2 separate regions of the Gasterosteus aculeatus genome follow, and region 1 is linked to region 2. Evidence: chromatin contacts called from public Hi-C data. All regions are on one chromosome and are shown on one strand. Each heading gives the region's core, a stretch centred on a gene start, on an enhancer-like site or on the middle of the called end of the contact. The rest is flanking DNA. Distances are from core to core; before and after follow the strand shown.

The links. Hi-C and Micro-C count contacts between places; a contact is called where the count stands out from the background.
Region 1: a contact with region 2 is called in a Hi-C map of liver, with 6 times the contacts expected there. The contact joins the enhancer-like site here to the promoter of tsc22d3 in region 2. A contact is called at or near these places in 4 of 6 Hi-C or Micro-C datasets (liver, skeletal muscle and whole body).

Annotation. Positions count from the first base shown.
Region 1 is chr4:8,592,985-8,596,906 of fGasAcu3.hap1.1, reverse strand. It overlaps LOC120818514 (a long non-coding RNA gene), which reads right to left. Exons shown (of 3, transcript XR_005712171.2): 3 at 2,227-3,922. Among protein-coding and RNA genes, the nearest start is that of LOC120818514, 9.9 kb to the right of the region's middle. Within about 2 kb of position 2,531, at least 5 of the 9 cell types and tissues checked have open chromatin away from gene starts, as enhancers often do. A contact at or near this core is called in liver, where this site is marked.
Region 2 is chr4:8,533,819-8,537,168 of fGasAcu3.hap1.1, reverse strand. It overlaps tsc22d3 (TSC22 domain family, member 3), which reads right to left and starts at 1,818. Exons shown (of 3, transcript XM_040173645.2): 1 at 1,014-1,818. The coding sequence starts at 1,324.

The sequences.
Region 1 (3,922 bases), core at 1,282-3,781, 59 kb before region 2:
CTTTTTGTTGTGGGCACATTTGTCGAGGGAGCTCACGCGCCTCTCGCTGTGGGATAGGAAGCAGACGCACTTGCATTGAGTTGTGGCTGCGGAGCTCAGCGCAGTGAAAGTACACTTGTCTGCAAAAAGTTCAACGCTGAGAGGATTATGTCATGCAAAAGCTTTTTGTTGTGTTTTTGTGTGAGTGCAGGTGTCTCGATGAGTTCCTCATCAAACAGCAATAACGCAGGAGGGGGATAATGCGGGTGTCTACGTGCAGAGGGGCTGGTGTGATGCGTACGTGGTTAAAAGTTGTCTTACCGGGAGATTCAGATGCACACTCTGCTTTTCTGTGACGTATCACCTGGTGTTGAATGTCAAAACATCCAACGGTGTGTGAGTGTGTGTGTGTGTGTGTGTGGGGGGGGGGGGGGGGTACACACATGTTTTGCTTTCACAAAGATATCAATGCCGTTCTAGAAGAAAATTTAGAATAAGCATGCTCTTCAGGTGGGCATGGTCAACAAATTGTTTATTTGCTTTGGTGTGTTGTTGTAGCCTTTGGAATCGAAGCGTGAGCCTCAACGTAAAGTGAATATCGTAAATCCAAACCTCCTGGTAACAACCTGAAAAACAACCAATTTTTCAACAAAGTGCAAAAGTATTTGATGTAACCGATAACAAGGAGGAAAAAACGTACTGCACAGTCCAGGGTGTGTATTTTCACGATATCTTTGAATTGCAGGTCGAATGTGGATCGGTCACAGTAAACGGTGATGGAGACAAAGCGTTCAGCAGATGGCCGTCTGACGAAATTGCTCTCGAGGGACGACGTTTAGGCTCAGCAGATCCGTGGCAGTCGGGGCGTGCGGCCCGATGAGTGTCTCTACGTTACCCAGCAATAAGGCAGAGCTGTCGGTACACAGATCCCACAGCTGAACAGAAAGTACTGAGCAGCCACCACTAAACCCATGAAAGGCCTTGCCAGTCAGCCAAAACAGCAGCCTTTGTTCCCTGCATCCCTAATCTTCTACAAACCGCTAGGATGAAGCGCATTGTGCTTGCCACCCTTATGGTGACACTGCAGATTAGCGACGTACAGGGAAATGAGCCGCGGGATGAAATGTTGTGAAATCAACCAGTCTTCATTTACAAAGCCAACTGACAAACTCCATTTAGGCAGCAAAGTCCATGGGTTTCTTTGGTAAATACCCATGTGGTGTTTCTGTTCTGCTGCTTTTTGTTCTGCACACATCTTGCGGGCCGGCAAAAGCAGTTCAATAATGTAAAAGCAGTGGCTCTGAACGGTGGCCACATTGTGGTGGTCTTAGATCACCTTGAGGCTCATCATGGAAGGTCTGCACCTCTGTTTCACTCACAGAAAACATGTTGCCCGCACATTCCTCATCAACCTTTCTGAGGTTGCTTTCAAAGTGAAAGCACTCATTCTCAGAACAAGGTGTCCTTGGTCGTTCTTACAAAAGGAACCGTCTGAAAACCACCCACACACACACACACATATGTCAGTCTTCACGCACTCACAGACATAACTGAGGATATGTTTTTGTGAATCTGTTGACATTGACGGGACTGAAAGGATTTTCAGTTTGGAAAAAGGCAATGTGAAATGAATACATTCCTTATTAGCTTAAATTAGATGGCAGTAGCATTCTCCATGAATGTATCACCCACAGATTGCAGACCGCCTTGAAAACATGCCAAGTAATGGGAGAAGGCATTCCTAAGAGCACATACTACCCAACCTGTGTGTGTGCCGTCAGCTGTGTGTACTTTGCACTTGTTTGGTTTGCCATGTTGTGTTTGAGTACAGTCTCAAGGTTGCTAATGTTTTTTCTTTCACTCTGGGGCTGCAGAGTTGCCAACTTGACCTTAACGACCCAGGCCCTGATGGAAAGTAAGGACGCTGTGCTAATTGCACCATAATCACGAGCTGAAGAGCAATGGGGGAATCATCCACTGTGAGCTGCCAGTCAAAGCAATACGGCAACCCAAAAGAACAGATACACACGTGGCTTTCCTCTGTATAAATTGCCACTTTTATATGGGAACTTTAATGCCAATGAGGTTGTAGAAATGAGGTTCAAAATATCCATTGCATCCTTTGTTAAGGGCTCACATCTAGCACCTTTCTGCCTTACTGCCTCTCTTATTTCAATGTATTCGATTTAATGCAGCGAAGCCAGGGCTGTTGATTACAGAGAAGAAAAAAAAGGATGCAGGATTTCTGTCACTGTCCCTTTATTTAACAAACAAGTGGAATTCCACATTTTAATAATACTGATGCAATCTTTCAGAGAGGAATCAGCCCTCACCCTCTAACCCCTCCCGATTTTATTAAAAGTAGTTCCGCTGAGAAGTGAGAATGAGGTAGAGAGAGCAGACAGACTTCAGTAAAAAGGCCTCAGCTTATAACTGACACGCACATACACACACACACACACACACACACACACACACACACACACACAATCACTGGTGAATCATCCCAGTTTTCTCCAGAGCACAGATTCATATCTACCCAAACAGTGGTGGCACGCAAGCAGCAGCTGTCTGGGCGGTTTGCCAGTCCGCTAAGGGGAGACAGTGTGACACAGGCGAGTTCATGCTGATTTCCCTTTCAGCAGGTTTAACGGGTACGAGCAAAAAGAATAGTGCACGTGATTTGTGAGAAAACGCAAACATTAAGAAGTCGTCGCGTAATATATCATGGCACGCAGGCAGGAGTTGTAATCCCGTGCAGCTGGGGCATGTACTGCAGCACGGAAAAAGTGTGTTGCAGTGGTCTGTTATAAAATTGATTATTTTATTGCATATCTAGTAAAGTATAATTACATTTAGAATAAACCACTGACTTTCTGCAGGTAAAACAATTGTTGCTAACAACCAATGTATGTGCTGCTGAAATACCAATAATAATTGATTGTCAGCAGCACATGAAAGAAACAAACAAAGATCCTGCATGTGAGATGAACAGAACTTTGAGGACAAAACAGGTTTTGCAGGATAAGATGTTACAGTGTAATAAGGCAACTGATGCTATCATTTAACACACATAATGCATGTGCGCTCATAACTGCCCGTTCTGAGAGGAATGCATTTATTGCATTTAGAATTGCTTGTTCTATGTGTCACATTCATGAGCTCAGGCATGTTGGTGGTGTCTGACAGATACACCCTCTGGGCACGCCACAGGATGCATCTCAAATCTCTGCCTCTAGGGGGCTCACTGGTACAGGATTCCTCAACTCTGAAGGTAAGTGAGGATCCATCCAAGTGGCTGTAATGATGACACGTATAACGTAATCATCTTGCATTGGGATGAAAGCAAAAGCAAAGAGTTGGATCTCTACTGAGGTTGTGAAAGTTCAAGCTCCTGCTGGTTTTCCCATTCATACAAATGCCACGGCAGGGCGTTGGATGAATGATCTTGCAAGACTGAAGGGATAGAAAAACTTTCCAATTATTGTGCTGGTACACAGCACACAAAGGCCTCTAGAACTAGAGGGCTCACTACTACTATGTGCACTTCCTGTGCCTTTGTGGTGGTGTTGCATCAGGGGTTTAGAGGCTTGCATGGGAGGTTTAGATCCTATTACCTGCCTGTATAATCTTTTTACAAAGTATATTGGAGCAGAATACATCTGGTCCATTTACTCACAACATGTGCCTGCATGAATAAACGACAGATTCCTTTGGGACCAACCAAAAAAATTGTGGGCAACAGCAGAAAACTAGTCATAAATGTCCTGGATACGAATGTGTGGAACCAATGAATACGAAGCAAAGTGTTGCTGGCAAACCATGCAGTTTTCCTATATGTGTAAAGTCTGGAAGGACACTGTAGGCTTTTTTTAATGCCATAAATGTGGTGTTAGGGAGCGGTGACATGCATGTAATCTGCCAAAATACTGGACATGCTGTA
Region 2 (3,350 bases), core at 569-3,068:
GTTCTAAAACTAAAGCAACCATGAAATGTCTCCCATAAAATGTTAATAGAACAATAACTACTTTATTATGCTTTTTATAGTGATGAGGAAAATAACAAGACTTGGTGGAGTAAAACAATCAGTAAGTCACATCTGGTGTTACGATTCACCTCCGTAAACCAAAAAGAAAACCTCTCTTTTATTGATGGATTGTTATTTAACATACCCTGGTCTGAGATAAGTTATAATCCTTTAACACAGACATTTATGTTTTACTGATATTGAAAGGCGGCTCTTTTGATGATTACAGCTCTGTGTTTACTAGTTTCCTCCGTAGAACATTTCCCAGCTCGGATAAGCAGTACGAAATCACAGCTTCTTAAAGGAAAATGAACAACAACTTCTGGCTCAGGTTCAGGAGCCATTTTTTATTGACCTCTTGCATAAAATCATCATTTTAATAAATCAATATTACAAACAACAAACTGTTGCTTCGGAATAAGTTCATGTTTTTATGTTTGGTTGTTCTCTTTGATCTACATTTTGTCTGTCTTCACTGTGATGAATCTACGACCAACGAGTCGTCTTGAGAGTTAAGCAACGCCTTGCAAATATTAGTGTCATGTTGTGTAACATGTCAAATATGCTGTATGAAAAAACTGGGCTTGTGTTGATGTAAAAAGACACTGTGTGCTGCATGAATATTTGTACATTGTTCTATGTCTATTCAATTTGTTTTCAATATAGACAGACAAATTCCACCTGATCGTCTGCATTTAAATCTCACTATTTGTCTCCCCACTTCCCTGTGATGACATAGTGTGTTGTCGACAACCAGAAAAGACCACATCAGCCCGGTGACGTGCTCGCGTACTTGCAGATGCAGAAGTGAGTGAAAGTGGACTTTGTACCAAATGTTCCAAAGCGAAACTTTCAGCACAAGTTCAAATGTGTCAATGACATCACCCTCGATATTGCTTGGTAATCTGATCAGATAAGCGTGTGGCGCTCAGCTGAGCAAACAGCGGCCATACCTGTGAAAGAAGAGTAGTATGGACAACATGGTCTGGTCGATGTTGCTGTTGCAGATCCCCTCGTTCAGCAGGAAGCAGGGGTCCCTCACCACCGATTCCAGGGAGTCCTGCCTCATGATGTTGTTCAGCTTGTCCGTGTTCTGGTACATCAGCTGGCTGCGTAGCCGGCGGAAGTGATTGGCGATGGGGCTGGTGGGGCTTCCCGGCGTGGCGCCGAGGCCCCCGATGGGGTCATCGCAGCCGTTGGCCAGGTCCAGGCAGCAACTGCAGCAGTCCAGGCCGATGGGCGAGCGGCACTCGTCGTCTGACATCTCGTCGGCACAGGTGGATGAAAAGAGAAAAGGACCCCCCCTCTGGTGCCCCTGCCGAGGGGTAGAAAGGCAGGTGCAGGAATCTCAGCGGCTGAGGTGAACGAAAGGGAGACAAAACAGTGTGGCAGAGACGGACAGGCGGGCCGGGCTCCGGGGAGCAGGAAGCGTGAATGTCAGGCTGAGTTCCCCCGCTGAGTCTCGCAGTCGCGCTGGGCCACTCTGCCTGCTTCCAGCACCGAGTCGTCTCACCTCCCGCGGCTCTGCTGCTTTTTGTTCGTGGGCCAACGCTGCTGCAACGTGTTGTTAGTGTGGCAGGAGAAAGAGTGAACGCCCCACACACACACGCACACACAGACACGCACGCCAATTCAGCAGGAGGGAGCTTGAAAGCAAAACCCACAAGCGGCTCGCTGCTTATCACTTTTTTTTCCTTCACTTTTATTTTGGGAGGGGAGGGTTGGGGGGTGTTGGAGTGCTCAGACACAGTGGGACTGAACAGAGAAGGGAGGGAAGGAGTCAGAGAGGGTGGGGAAACCCCTTTGATTGGTAAAAAGCCGGGCTGGTTGCACACACTGGGCCCCTCCTCTTTTCTGTTTCAGCTTAGCCATGCAAATATTCAGGGGAAGGCAGATAGAGCGCGAGTGAGGGAAGCTTCCGTGCAGACTTTCAACACGTGCAGCGCCGCCGACTCCACCCCGCCATGCTGACAGCACAAGGAGTGGCCGGGTGAGGGAGGCCGCAGGAACACACACAAGCACAAGATTACACGTCTGTCTCTGTTGTTTGAAAAAGTTTGTGATGGGAGTTGACAGGTTGGCATTTTAAATGCTGTTGTTGAGGTGAGCCTCAGCGGTTGGATTTGGTTGGATTTATGGAGTCAATCAAAATTCTGATCGCGAATCAGCATTCAATTGTGCAATGAGATAAAGCACAATTATGATGCGGTGAGAGTTGACTGTGAGTATGTGCAGGTTAAGATGAATTGACTGGAGTCAATCTCGATGAATTCAAGTTATTGACGCAATAAATATGAAGTGAGTGTTACACGTTGGTGTCGTGGTGCGTGTTTGTGTGTGTGTGATAGAGAGAGAGAGTAATTCTGAAAGTGTGCTTTCTACTTGCACAGCACACATAACCATTACCTTATCAAGCCGGCCTTGTGTTTGTTCACAATTTTGTCATTATTACATATCTATCCAACCTGTTGGCTAAGAGCATGTTGTGTTCTTGTCCCCCGGACGAGTGTTTCGCAAGCCCTGATAAATACCAGGACAATGTCATTACAGCCCTACGGGCAGCTCGGGGAGGATTGCACCGCCGAGCCCCTGACCTCGACCGCCGACCAACAAGTCCACCGCATGCTGTCTACAGATGGCTGGTCACGCAGGAGCAAAACAACAGGATGATTACAAATAGCGTGTTGCACTCTGAGGCATGCTGCTGCAATAAAGAAATGCCACACCACACATTATTGGGTAGCAGTGGGATCAATTAAGCAGAGAAAATGACTGAGCATTGCTTTATCGAGTGTGTATTGACGTCCTCGGGCAGAGGAACCCTACATTTGGAAGGCTGAGGACTAGTTTGGGTAGAGACTACCCCCTGGTGGCAATTTGTTAGAAGGGTCGCTTGTCGTAAGCATAGCAAGTCATCACAGGGATTGTAAATAAATTGTAAATAAATTACTGATTTAAACATTTTCAACAGCACTATTTGGTATTTAGAGCAAGTCGGCGCTTTTGGAAGAAAAGGTGTTCGGAAAAGACATTATACAAAATAGTTGAATTGCCCCAATTAATTTATTTGGAATTCTTCTCCAAAAAAACCCATCCACCTTTCTTGTAAAGTGTAAACGCTGATACTTTACTTTTTTTGCAATTAAATCTATTGGTGGAGTTTTATCATCGCACATGAATGATGTGAAAAAAACACATGAATATTCCGGCGGTTAATCTGCAGTGAATAAATTGGGCCGACCCAATCGGTGACATCAGTGCAGGTGTTTTGCCTTTGACAGCTTGCTTTG